2 separate regions of the Sus scrofa genome follow, and region 1 is linked to region 2. A link is a contact called in public Hi-C data. All regions are on one chromosome and are shown on one strand. Each heading gives the region's core, a stretch centred on a gene start, on an enhancer-like site or on the middle of the called end of the contact. The rest is flanking DNA. Distances are from core to core; before and after follow the strand shown.

Evidence for each region. A called contact is a pair of places that touch in the nucleus more often than the background predicts.
Region 1: a contact with region 2 is called in a Hi-C map of embryonic fibroblasts, with 2.8 times the contacts expected there. The contact joins two enhancer-like sites. A contact is called at or near these places in 7 of 47 Hi-C or Micro-C datasets (embryonic fibroblasts, fetal heart ventricle, heart right ventricle and 2 more).

Annotation. Positions count from the first base shown.
Region 1 is chr4:32,521,597-32,528,192 of Sscrofa11.1, reverse strand. All of the region lies in intron 2 of LOC110260243 (a long non-coding RNA gene), which reads left to right. Among named protein-coding and RNA genes, the nearest start is that of LRP12, 180 kb to the left of the region's middle. Within about 2 kb of position 3,317, at least 6 of the 83 cell types and tissues checked have an H3K27ac peak or open chromatin away from gene starts, as enhancers often do.
Region 2 is chr4:32,452,703-32,459,876 of Sscrofa11.1, reverse strand. The region is part of intron 2 of LOC110260243 (a long non-coding RNA gene); the gene reads left to right. Among named protein-coding and RNA genes, the nearest start is that of LRP12, 250 kb to the left of the region's middle. Within about 2 kb of position 3,751, at least 3 of the 83 cell types and tissues checked have an H3K27ac peak or open chromatin away from gene starts, as enhancers often do.

The sequences.
Region 1 (6,596 bases), core at 2,068-4,567, 69 kb before region 2:
AGCCAAAAATAGGTAAAATATCTCAGGGCTGGGTGAGGAGGAAAGCAGGGGAGAATCAGAGGGGTAGAGGGTCTGGTGGGTCCCTAAGAAGCCAGCCTTCAAGAGACTGCATCCTGGGGGGTAGGTGTGTTTGTGGATCCAGATTTGAGGAATTTGAGGGTAGGGATGGCCTGTACCCCCCAGACAGGAGTTCTCCATGCTTCTATTTGCCATGGGGCAGAGTAATGATGCCTTGAGCTGAGAAGAGCCCCAGAGCAGCCTGTGCAGCTCAGAACCTGTGGGGTAAGTAGGTGTTTCTTGCAGAGCAGCCTGGACAGATGTCCAAGGGCCGTCAGACTCAAGGGGCCTTGCAGTGGGGGACATGGAGGACACGGCTTTGCGCCATGTGGACAGGTAACCAGATGCGGATGCAGAGGCGTACATCTAGGCAGATGCAGGTGGAGGAGGACCGAGGGGGAGACTCCAGCAGACTCTCCTCATACAACTCCATTTAGATCTGATGAGAGGGGGCCCATTAAGTTTTTGCCCCTTGAATGGGGCCCAATGCCCAAATTAAATTCAATTTAAACAAAAAACCCCAGAGTTTGTGAACTAATATTGCAATGGGCTGGTGGAGTTGAAGGCTCCAGGTCCCACAGTGGGCCAGATGCTCTTCTATTTCTTTTCATTAATCTCTTGTCTAGAATAGGAAGCCTTTGGTCTTCAGCCTGACAAAGCTTGAGGCGGTTTCACGCACAGGAGGGCCACAGACTGTTACTTCCAGCATTGTCATGGGTAACAGATGGGGTCAGGGATAATTTTGAGACAACCTCACTAACTTTGCAATCAGGTGGAAATTGGCCTGGAGACAGTCCATCCAGCCCATGGGGAGAAAGTCATGGGAGAAATGATCAGAGATGCAATTGATTAGCCCACACCAGGTAGAAAGGTTGGCAAGAGTGTCCATAAGTGAAAAGCATTCCCCAAATATTAAACAAATATAAATTAAAACAACAGTTACAGTTTTATGAGGATCAGATTGACAAAGACAAGAAAAGAATGATAATGCCTAGTGCTGGTGAGGAAAGCCAGTGGAATATAAATTGTCCGGTTTCTTCTGGAGGGCACGTGAGTACCATGGATCAAAATGCAAGCTGTTTGTTTCCCTTGATTCAGCAATTCTTCTAGGAATTTATCCAAAGGGAAGGATTGAGGAGTATGAATATGTATGTATGAGGAGGTTGATCTCAGGTTTGTTTATAGGTGAAACATTGGCAAACACAAACATATTCATAAAAAGTGACGTGCATAACTTACGGAGCACCCACATACCAATCAGCAATCTATATGCAAATGAACCCAGAGATGTGATGTAGACCTTGCAATGATGATACAGATTTATATTTATTAGCATAGTGTGGTCTTTAAGGTATTTGTTAATTCATACAAGCAATTTAGAATTAGCATATTTGGTGAATGAATTAAAAACATGCAGAGGAAAAAAAAAGTCTCAGAAAAAAATGTGAATGACCACAATTATGAACTTTTTGTATATATTTTTTTTAGAAAGGATTTGAAACTGCATTTTTTTTAATCTTGCAAATTGTTATGGTCCTAGTACAGTTGTTTTTTTTCCCCTCTTTAAAAATATGCAGAGAGAGAAGAAGCTGAGAATCTCATATATAGCATGGGGCCTATAGTTTACATGTGAAAGTTGTTGGTAGATCTTAGCATTCTTATCTCACATACATACACCGAGTTATGTATGTAAACTGTGTGAGTGATAGATGTATTAATTATCTTCATCTGACAACCATATATATATATATAATCATTTTAAATTTTAAATATATACAGTTATGTTTATCAGTAACTCATTCTGAATAAATTTAAAAATATGCACAGAGAAAAGTTTGGAGGTCATTACACCAAAATATTAAAGGTGGATATTTTGGGGGCATATTAAATATTAACTGAATATTAAATAAAGTGATTTTTACTCTTTTTCAATGTAATAAATTATCTGAAAAACTTTTTTAGAATGAGCATGAATTATATACTTATATTTATTTCAGTACCTTGGGGTGTTGGACCAGGTGACCTCCAAGGTCCTTCCTTGCACCATGCATAGAGGAAGGTATAACATGAATTGAGTACATTTTTTTTTTTTTTGGCATTTTTTGTTAGAGCCTCACCCAAGGCATATGGAGGTTCCCAGGCTAGGGGTCTTATCCAAGCTGTAGCCGCAGGTCTATGCCAGAGCCATAGCAATGCCACATCTGGGCCACGTCTGCAATCTACACCACAGCTCAAGGCAACGCTGGATCCTTAACCCACTGAGCGAGGCCAGGGATCGAACCCGCATCTTCATGGTTCCTAGCGGATTTGTTTCCACTGTGCCAAGATGGGAACTCCTGAATTAAGTACATTGATCATAAATTACAGTTTTGTGTTTTAGTGTGTCAGATTTGTTACCACTGAGCCACAACGGGAACTCCCCATGCCACTTTCTAATCAACTCTTCCTCCACCCCCACCTGAGAGGGCAACTGTTTTAACTTCTGTCACGATCAGTTGGTTTTGTCTGTTCTTAAACCTCATATAATGACTCATGTGATATGCACATTTGGGTCTGGTGGGAGAAATCTTTTGGTGCATTTCACTGTAATGTCTGGTCTATGCCTCGCTTCTTAACCAGACAGTGCTCTCAGCACAGTTCCTGACATGAAGTACACATTGTCTGAATGTTACATGTTCCATCACATGTAACTGCACAATTTTGCTCACATGTCAAAAGTTTCCAGCCTCTTTGATCAAGTGCCATTAGAGTTAGGAAATAAATGATGAATCCAGGGAAACAGATCCTGCTGAAAACAGATGAACCAGGCCCAGAGGTGAATCATCATAATTTTGTAAAAGGGATATAAACTGCTCCTGAGGATTACTTTTTATGACGGGGTAAAAAGAAAAGGCATTTGTAAATGCTTAATTCATTTGACTTACATACAGGCCTACCCAGAAATGCAGATAAACCACCTGCTATTCAGCGTAATGTCACTAGATGGAGATCTTGAGTCAATCATGGCTTGTTGGCTTGCTTTACATCTCAGGTTTTCTTTATTGGAATCTGCTTTACTAAGGGTCTGAATACACGTTGAAGGCAAGTTACAATTTTGGCATTTCACATTTTTTGCTGAACTTTTTGGGGATGGTAATTTGGAGTAAAATGGATTTAGTTTTAAATGTATTAGCTTAATTAATTTCTCATCTGGGGTCCCAGGGAGGTGGAAAGCTCCCCTGATGTGTAGGCTGTGTGCTATTAATCTGGTGTTTATTTTTGGCAGAAGCTACCAGTGTTTATTCACATTGCCCCCACAGGGTGTGGCTGGTTGTGGAGACTGTCATTATACCTTAGAACTGATTAAAAGAGGAAATCCTCACTAGAAATTGCTCGTTGGCAGCCAAGAAGTGACCCCAACTGCTTTATTTCCATAGAGTAAGCAGTTTTGATCTCTTTATTTATCAAACCGTAGCAGTGACGGTTAAACTTTTTGTCCTTCTTTATTCTGAATGAAGTTCCAAAATGACTTTTATGTTTAATCACAATTTGACCTTACAGAGAAATCTGGAAGCATGAGGTTAAAACCTTTGCTTTCTTTGATTTGTCAAGGCAGTCATGCTGTTCAGGAATAAAATCCTCAGTTTGCCAAAAACAATGACTGAAACAGCTTGTCTTCCTGTGTAAGTTTTCGAGAAAACTCAGAAGCTGGACAGTTTTGCCTGTGACGTGTTGACCTTCCATCCAGGGACAATGTGGCCATTTAGCTTTGGCTGCTATCTGAAATGAGTTTGAGTGTCTCAGCTCATTTCATAAGAAACACAAATAAAGCCCACATAATAAAACATGCAATTTGGGATTAGAGCCAGTCTCTGTTCAGAAAGTGCCCAGAACTTACATTTCTAAAAACTAAATTCCTGTTCCATGTAGATAGGGACTCTTATACTTCCAGATGGGGATAGTTGAAGGGGAAGGAAGGAAGAAAAAGAGAAAAGAAAATTGTAAATTGTGAGGCATCCTGCTCAAGAGACACCCTGGTGACCCAGGCTGAAGGCCCTGCCACCTGACACCCTACCTGCAAATGGCCTGAACCCACATGATTTAAAGACTCAGGCAGAGGCTGTCTCTGCTGCCCCATGTCCCAGTCTGCTTCTCAGCATCTTCAAAGCTGCACAGTAAAGAACGGTTCCGACTCTACTTCCTACTCCTCTTACCTGTCCAGGGAGGTAAAAGCCCACGGGCCCGAGGCATTGAGCTGAGTGTTGGCTCTGTCTGCTCTCTCTCTCTGGCCTGAGAAATAGCCTTCAGGGCCTGGTTGTGGCTAAGAAGGGGCTTTATCATGTGTGTCTAACTCTGAACCAATTTTCATAAGTAGAGGACCTTATCCAAGAATGTCTGGGATCTCAGACTCTGAATGATCATTTCATCAAAGGAGGCTATTTTGGTTTGCTTGTGTTTTTCCTTACAGTTCTTTTTCTTAAACAAAAGCAAACCCATGTTCATTAGAAGAATTCTAGTAAATGCACATAGTTAAGAGAAAAAAAAGATTTGTAATCCTGCCACCTACACAAAAACTCTGTTAATGCTTTTCTGTTTATCTTTCAATCAAAGGTCAGTGGATATAAGCATACGTAAAATTTTTACCAAAATATGAGTCATTTTGTACATATTCTTTTAATGCTATCATTTCTTTCTATATTATTAAGCATTTCTATATAACCTCATGTTTAACAGCTGCTTTGAATTCTATTATAAACAATTCCCTAATGTTGATGGAAGCTCCCCCTACCACCAATTTTATTGATGATACCAACAAAACTGTAATTTACACTCGAAAGTGATTCTTATTGTATGTTCTAATTTTTGAATATATTCAGTTTGAAGAACTTGACAACCGAGAGATTCCTTCCAGTATGAGAGGACTGTGCCTTTAACAGGAATAAGGAACATAATTCCACATTTATGAAGAATACAAAAGATTTCCTCCCAAATTAAAACATTCCCTGCATATATTTACCTGAACTGTACCTCTATACCCGAATACTCCCAAGCGCTGCACAATTTTCATGTAATGGAAAAGACTTTAATCTTTAAAGTTGATTCTTATGTGGGTAAATGGGAGAAAGATATGCTGGGTTACAAGATGCATGAAAAATGTTTTAAAGTCTTTATTGGGCTTGAAATGATGAGAGTTTACATAATTAATCATAAGGGGATGTTTTTAGTCACAGAAATGATCATTAGTACTGCACTAGAGTTAAGTAATCTTTATAGCAATATAAAAATGCCATTTCGCCCTTAGATCTTACCGAGATTTTGTCTCTCTTTTATGCTCTTTGGCATTACAACACTCAGTAATTGAATGCTACTTAATAATGAGGGTGGGTAATGAAACCATCTAAGCTAATGTGTCCATGGAAATTTCTGAAGCACAAACTCCAAATATCACCACAGTACATTGTGTTAGCCCAAAGCTAGGAAAAAGAGAAAATTAAGTGCTATCTTTGTGGTGTTTAAAAATTACCCCCACTTTAAAAATTAATAGCCTTTGTTCTTTTTCATCTCTCTCTCTTTTTTTTAATGATGTTTTAAGATGCATATTCTGTATTTCAGCCTTGGCTTTCATCAATTGCTTTGGTGGGAGCAGTCATAAATTTTAACTATCCTTCCTAAATTATAAGAATGTCTGTGGTGAGTTTTTTGATAAACAGATGGCTCCTATTTGATCTATTTTGACAGAGAGGCAGTAATAAAGACAATTAGTGATTTTCATCTGCTCGCATGAGGATATAGTTCATCTTAGTGGTTAACAGTGCAGCCTCTGGAATCAGGGACTTCGTTTGTTTCTGGGCCCTGCCATGTGCTAGCTGCGTGACCTTGGAGTGATCTGCTACCCTCCAGAGGGTGTTTCACCCGAAAAATGAGAATAAAAATATTGTGAGTTTAAATGAGGAAATGCCAGGTGTGCTTCATAGTGCCTGATACAAAAAAGTAGTTTAATAAATTGTTAACTATTGTTATTATGTATAACTGGGTCACCTTGCTATACAGTAGAAAATTGACAGAGTACTGTAAACCAGCTATAATGGAAAAAATAAAAATCATTATAAAATTAAAAAAAATGTTGGGTAACCACATTTGAATGTTTAATGGTATAAGAGTTCACTTTATTTTGCTTCCACAAAATTCCTGTGGGTAAGAGTAGTTGTGGATATTTCAGCCTATTTGGTCAGAATTAATTGTGTTGTCATCTAACTAAAATCCCCTGAGGACTTAGTTCAGAGATATTAACATTTATAGAAACAAAAGCACAAAACTGTGGCCCAAATGTTTTGACTTTGATCTGTTCAATGAAATGACCCTTCAATTGAGATACATGTCTTCTTATCACAAATGTCTTTTCTTAACGGCTTTTAGCAGATGTAATGTTGAAAATAGGAAAAGCTGCCTCACATAACATTTAATGAAGCACCTTTAAATTAAAAAAAAAAGCAAAGCAAGAATATCTCTTATGTCCTCAAAATGGAACTTAATTGGTTCCAAACATGAACAGTTGGATT
Region 2 (7,174 bases), core at 2,502-5,001:
GGCTATGGAGATGCCTACGTGTATGCAAATGCTGACATGTATGACTAATGTAGGTGTCCTCTCTTTTGAGTTAAAAAAAAAAAAAAGATTCTCACCTGAATTTTTTTCAATGCAAATAGAAGCATACATAAAGATTTATGTAGAAATTTCAGATGGCTGAAACTGAATGAATGCATAAAAGAGGTCAGATGAAAACAAAAAAAATTCATGCTGGAAGTTTGTCTCCGTATAAACCTTAGTATTTCTGTGGCTGTGGTTTGTTTTATGTTTTTATGTAATATTTATTGTTTACTATACTCCAGGCACTTAAGCATCTTACATACCTTATCTCATTTATCCACTAACAGCCCTGGGATGTAAACTAGTTGATTTTAGTTTATGCTCTGAGTTCGTTATTAGCGTTTGTGAACTCTACTTGGGATTTTGGGATAGATTTTTAGATGTATTTGCTTACATGCCAAGGCATAGTAGGCTTGGTGTCATAAATATGATTGTTCTCTCACTTTTACTTTTCCTACAAACAAATGAACACGTGCATTTATTATTTTGGACTGGTAGAATCTTCGTTTAAGGTTAAACATTGTTTAAGGTTAAACTTTTCCATGGGCTTGTTATCATTTGAACGCAGCCCTTCTTTTTACATCCTCTTGTGTTTGTGGTTAATTGGGGAGTTGCAGTGAATCTGAAGAGTAAGTAATTATGACTGACAAAGGCTTAAAGCTTTCTGAGGAAATGCCATGTGCCATGAACCACAACAAGGCAACTGACGGGCCCAGTCCCAGCTTCAAGGACCTGTGCAAGGATTGATTTGTGTCATGTATGTACAAGGTTTAGGGAACTCTGGACTCCTTGGCCTTAGTTTATCAAGACTCAGAGAAAGCCAGTTGTGCCATTACTGTGGTAAAGAGTGCCCTTCAGGAGTCCTTTCTTTATTCCCCCAAGAATAAAGTGATCACCCCAAATGGTAATAAGAAACAGCGAAAATCTCATGTATCCTTCATCTGAGTCTTTCTCTGGATTTTGTCAAGAATCATTCTTATTCGTTAGAATCTGCATCCTCATGGAGGCTAGTTGGGTTCATAAGCACTGAGCCACAACAGGAAGTCCCAGAACCCTAGTATTTAAATTACCTCATCTGCTTATGTAAGTATCTGTAAAAGCAAATTTCACATGTAGTAAAATAGCAACATTACCAAAATAAATAAATAAATAAATAAATAAATAAAAACCTCTCTCTCAAAAAGTCTTGCAGAAATATTCCATACATATCATTATATTAGAATTTTCTAAAACACAAATTTTTAACTCCTGGAGTCATTCAACTTAATGGAATTTAAATTTAAAAGAATAAAATTTAGAAGAATGAAAGTAGTCTTGTGTGTTTGCAGTCAGTGGTTTCTACTATATGACTGTAATTAATGATCAGATTCCATAGTGAGGGTTATGCAGGTTCAAGTTTAGATACATGTGCTTTAATGGTAAAGGATGGAGTTACACCTGGGGATTTTTTTTACATCATGTAACTATTTATAAACCACTTAATTTAAAGATTATACTTGGAGATATTGTAATAAATTGGGATACTGTATTTTACTCAGTTTACATTTAGTTTCAGGATGCTTGCACTGTATAAAATGTATTTCACAACTCCCTAAAAAGACAAAATAGACACTCTTTAAGCAGTTTACAAGATACAGATCTTTATCTCCTACAAAGGAAAGGAAACAAGAAAGCTGTAAATAATAAGTTCTGAATAGGAGTGACATAAACTGCCTAATCAATGTCTTCCAGAACTGGCAAGTGACACTTCTTTGTTTTTTGCAAATAAAAACCTCCTTACCATCACAATATAAACCATTATCTCTGCAGGCAAGGTATATTTAGAAATGTACAAAATGTACATTTCCTGCCAGCCTCTAGATCAGTAGGTGGAGATCTAAAGTCATGCAAATATTACAGTAAATGCAGGCAACCAATTTCTAATTATTCCATATCAGCAGATTTGTGAGGAATATAATTTATTAAAAAAGAACAGTTTATGATCAGCAGACCTTGGTTATGACTGTTTAGGAATTCAGTGCATTTTGATCTAATCACAAAATCAAAATATTCATGAAACACAATGATATCTCCCCAAAGCAGCCGGGCAGCCATTAATTTTGAAATTCGGGTAATTTATTAACACTTATCTGAAGCTGTAAAAGCTTACCTCTGTGTTTGTAATACGGGGAAAAGTGAAAGCAGTTTTAAAACTGATTCCTAATGATTTATAATGGTTTGCTGTAATTTGAGCCAGAAATTCAATTAAAATGTATGTCTAGTTTTGTTTCAAGATCTTTAGTTAAAAATTCTATTAAAATTCTATTTCCTTCTTGCATTAAATGTATCTGTTATCTGCATATACAAGAAATATAAGAAAATTCTATCATTTATTCCCCAGTCTCCATAAATGCTTTTAAAAAGCATTCATTTTTATTTCATAATTCTGCTAAGGTAGCACTTGGAATTTATATATAGTAGAGGAGGAATAACTATATTCCTGTTTCTCAGTGAGGAAGGAAATCTAACACTGAATACTTTAGGGACAAGTCAAATGATATTTGCCGCTTTATCAAACAAGAGGAAAACAAATAAAACAGAGCAGACGTTTTTGACTTCAAATTATTCACCTAATAGGTTGTCTCTGAGGTATGTTAAAAATATAACTTTCCAGAGAAAGGGGTGGGAGCTGGAGTGAGGTAGGGAGGGGGAGACTGTTAAACTTTCCTGAAACAAAGACAGATAAAAAAAAAAAATACTTTGAGTTGTCCTAACATAGGAGATTTTATAGTTTATTATTATTTTTAAACACAGTGAGTTTGGTGAGTTACTTGACGGAGAACCACATTGGCTCTTGCTTTTTTTGGTGTATTTTCTGCTATTTTCTTGAATTGCATGAAATCTTACAGTGGTTACTCGATGCAAACATAAAACAACTGGTTTGTGTCTTAGTTTTTTGGTAGCAAGAGTCTTTGAACAGAAATAGTAGTGAAGCTATAATTTATTGAACATTTGTTATATATATATGGACAAATTACCTGGATTTCTAAATAGTTCAATCTTCTCGATAATATTTGTGTTATATACAAATGTTATTATTCATATTTTACTAAAGTAATGACAGAGGCACAAAGTTTCAAGGAGCTAATACATGGAAGAGATAGGATTTGAATCTGGAAGGGTTATGGCTGATCTCTTCAATTTGACCATAGAGTTGGGGGGGTGGGTAGTGAATCTTCACTTCATGAAGCCTAGATTTGGGATGAAAGGCACTAATGCCGAGTTTGTGCACCATTTCTGAGAAAGGGGAATATTTGGTTAACAAAAACTGAGAGGCACTAGGAAGAAACAGAATGGCACTTTCCTTGGTGTATCTCTCATACTTTGATACTTCCAAGGTTGGTCCCCTACTTGTCTTCCCTCTCCTGGGGAATTGGGGACCCAACCAGGGTGCAGGGCTTGAGGGATGGAGACAGTGAGAGGGAAGAGGTAGTCAGAGATGCAGTGTAATATGGTAGTATTTGGGGATATCCTGGAAGCAATATTCCCTTAAGTTGGCTCTGCTTGTGCTTGACACCTGAACCATTTCCAGTTGTGGATGTGCCCACCAGTGGTCTATACCCCTTTGTTAAAAGGTTTGCATGGCCCAGGTTAGCCAGCCAGAAATGGCATAATCACAGCCCAGATTCAAGTCTTCCTGGTGTGTTTATATAGTTTACTACTTTTCTAGAGTAGGTTCTTTGGCATTCTGAACTTACCAAGGCCAGGCTTGGGAAGCCCTGAATTTTGGGAAATGTGAGTCCAAGTGCTAGACTGTCAGTTATATTCCTGATGAAAGGGAAGTTTTGGACTCTTAATAGAGTCTAACGAAAATACCTTCTGTCAGGCAACATACTTGCCCTATGCTGGTCCAGAGAACCGTTGATAGGCACGTTCTGAAAGATGCAGTCATTTCTCTTTATAGGATTCTGATGTCATGTAAATGGTGTGTGTTTTCTTGGGAGATGGCCAAATCGAGTCTCCAGCTAAGTTCAAAATGGATACAGATACCTAAGCGTTGAAGTGTAGTTACAGCTCCCTCTACAGGCTCCCTGATGTGGCCATGCCCGGCACTCATAGTAAACAGAAAGAGAGTTAAGTGGTGATTAGGGAGCAAGACAGCTATAGAAGAATGATAAACAGAAGCAAGTTTAGAACTGCATGTGGGCAACGTAGAGGACCGATAGGCAACCCTGGGTCCCCATGCCTTTCTCTCCTCCGCTGCTTGGGAATTGAATGAAGATCCTTGCACAAGAACCATGGGGCTTCTCTGAGCATTTTGTTTGCAGTGAATTGTCTCTGTTAACTAAATTTCTTCCTGTAACTTTATAATAAGGGCACTTTTTCTGCAAGGCATATGGCATATGAAAGGAATATCTCTAAAAGCTATTTGTGGAAGAGTGTGGCTGATAAAAGAGTTACATGGCAAGGGTTACATTCCCAAGGGTTACATGGGCAAGACAATATCAAAAGGCCTTGAAATAAGTTACTGATGCTTAGTGAATGTTAAATGATCCTGCTTTGAAGAACTAGGGTGGAACATGAGATTATTTGTTTCCATTTACAAAAATCGAATAGATACTAGGGTCCGGTGGTTATTAAAAATGACATTAAAACACTAACAAATACATTAGGAAATAGTTAAGGTTTTCTGAATCCAAAATGTAACATAAAATTTGAACTAACTTGTTAAAAATCATAACAATTCATTCAGGATTGTCATAACAGGTAAATACATGCATGCTGTTTTGGCAGGTATTTACTCAGTTGTTCATTTTTTAAAACTCACTGTTTAATTTCAGAGCAATCCTTTACCATCAAAATCAAAAAAACGTTTTACATTTGATATTTTTATTTCTTCCACATTGGTTTATGTTCCTCCTATTCTAGTGAAACCACTTTCCTTTTTTTAAAAAAAATTATCATTGTTGATTTACAATGTTCTGTCAATTTCTGCTGCACAGAAAAGTGTCCCAGTTTATATATATATATATTCTATTTTTTCACATTATCCTCCATCATGTTCCATCACAAGTAATTATAATTCCCTGTGCTATACACCCTTGGCAACCACAAGTCTGTTCTCTGTGTCTGTGAACCTGTTTCTGTTTTGTAGATAGGTTCATTTGTGCCCTATTTTAGATTCCACATATAAGTAATATTATGTGGTATTTGTCTTTCTTTTCGACTTATTTCACTTAGTGTCAGACTTTCTAGTTGCATCCATGTTGCTGCAAATGGCATTATTTTGTTCTTTTTTATGAATGAGTAGTATTCCATTGTATATATGTACCACATCTTCTTAATCCATTCATTTTTCGATGGACATTTAGGTTGTTTCCATGTCTTGGCTATTGCAAATAGGGCTGCAGTAAACATAGGGGTGCATGTACCCTTTTGAACTGTAGTTTTGTCTGGATATATACCACCTCACCCTGGTCAGAATGGCCATCATTAACAAGTCTACAGATGACAAATGCTGGAGGGAGTGTGGAGAAAAGGGAACCCTCCTTCACTGTTGGTGGGAATGTTAATTGGTGCAACTCTATGGAAAAGAGTATGGAGGTTCCTCAGAAAACTAAATATAGAACTACTATATGATCCAGCAATCCCACTTCTGGGCACTTACAACTTATTTTTAATCATCTTCTTTCTCAATTTCTGTAAGGCGTGTCTTTCTGTCAATTAGTCACTGGTTGAATCTATGTTTTTTTTTTCTCTTTTTTAATTTTTAAATTGTGGTTAAATATATGTAATATAAAATTTACCATTTTCACCATTTTTAAGTGTACCATTCAGTGATATTAAGTACATTCGTGCAACCATTGTCACCATCCATCTCCAGAACTCTTTCCATCTTGTAAAACTGGAACTCTATACTCATGAAATGGCAATTCCCTTTTCCCCTCTCTTCCTAACCCCTGGCAACCACTATTCTACTTTGTGTCTCTATGAATTTGACTGTTCTAAGTACTTCGTATAATAGTGTCATACAGTAATTGTTTCTTGTGTGTGTGACCGGCTTATTTTACTTACCTAATGTCCTCGATGTTTCATCCACGCTATAACATCTGTCAGAATTTCCTCCCCCCCACCCCTTTTTTTAAAATGGCTACACCGAAGGCATGTGAATGTTTTTGGGCCAGGAATTAAATCTGAGCCTCAGCTGTGACCTATGTCACAGTTGCAGCAACTCCAGATGCTTTAACCCACTGTGCTGGGCCAGGGATTGAACCCATGCCTCTGCAGTGACCCAATCCACTGCAGTAAGATTCTTACTCCACTGTGCCACAGTGGGAACTCTAGTATCCTTCCTTTTTAAAGCTGAATATTATCCCATTGTGTGTGTATATCACCATTTTGCTTATTTACTCATCCATCAACGGACACTTGGGTTGCTTCCACATTTTAACCATTGTGAATAATGCTGCTACAAATGGTATATAAATATCTCTTTGAAACCTTATTTTCACTTTTTTTTTTTAGGGCCATACTTGCAGAATATGGAAGTTCCAAGGCTAGAGTCAAATCAGAGCTGCAGCTGCTGGCCTATGCTATAGTCATAGCAACATGGGATCCAAGCCACATCTGCGACCTACACTGCAGCTCACAGCACCACCAGATCCACTGAGCAGGGCCAGGGATTGAACCTGCATCCTTATGGATACTAGTTGGGTTTGTTTCCCCTTACTTTCAATTCTTTTGAGTATACATCTAATTGCTGGATCATATGATAATTCTATTTTAATTTTTTTGAGAAAATACTGTTTTCCACAACAGCCGTGCCATTTTATATTCCCATCAACAATGTACAAGGGTTCCAGTTGATTCATATCCTTGCCAACACTTGTTATTTTCTAATTTTTTTAAAAAAATAGCAGTCATTCTAATGGGTGTACAGTGGTAGCTCCTTGTGGATTTGATTTGCATTTCTCTAATGATTAATAACACTAAGGATTCTGTTTGATTTGCTTATTGGCTATTTGAATATCTTCATTGGAGAAACATCTATTTACCTGTAGGAGCCTACATTTTAAAAAGTTGATCAATCTTTTTTTTACTTTTTTCAGGTTTTCCAGGATTTAACTTCTCTTCA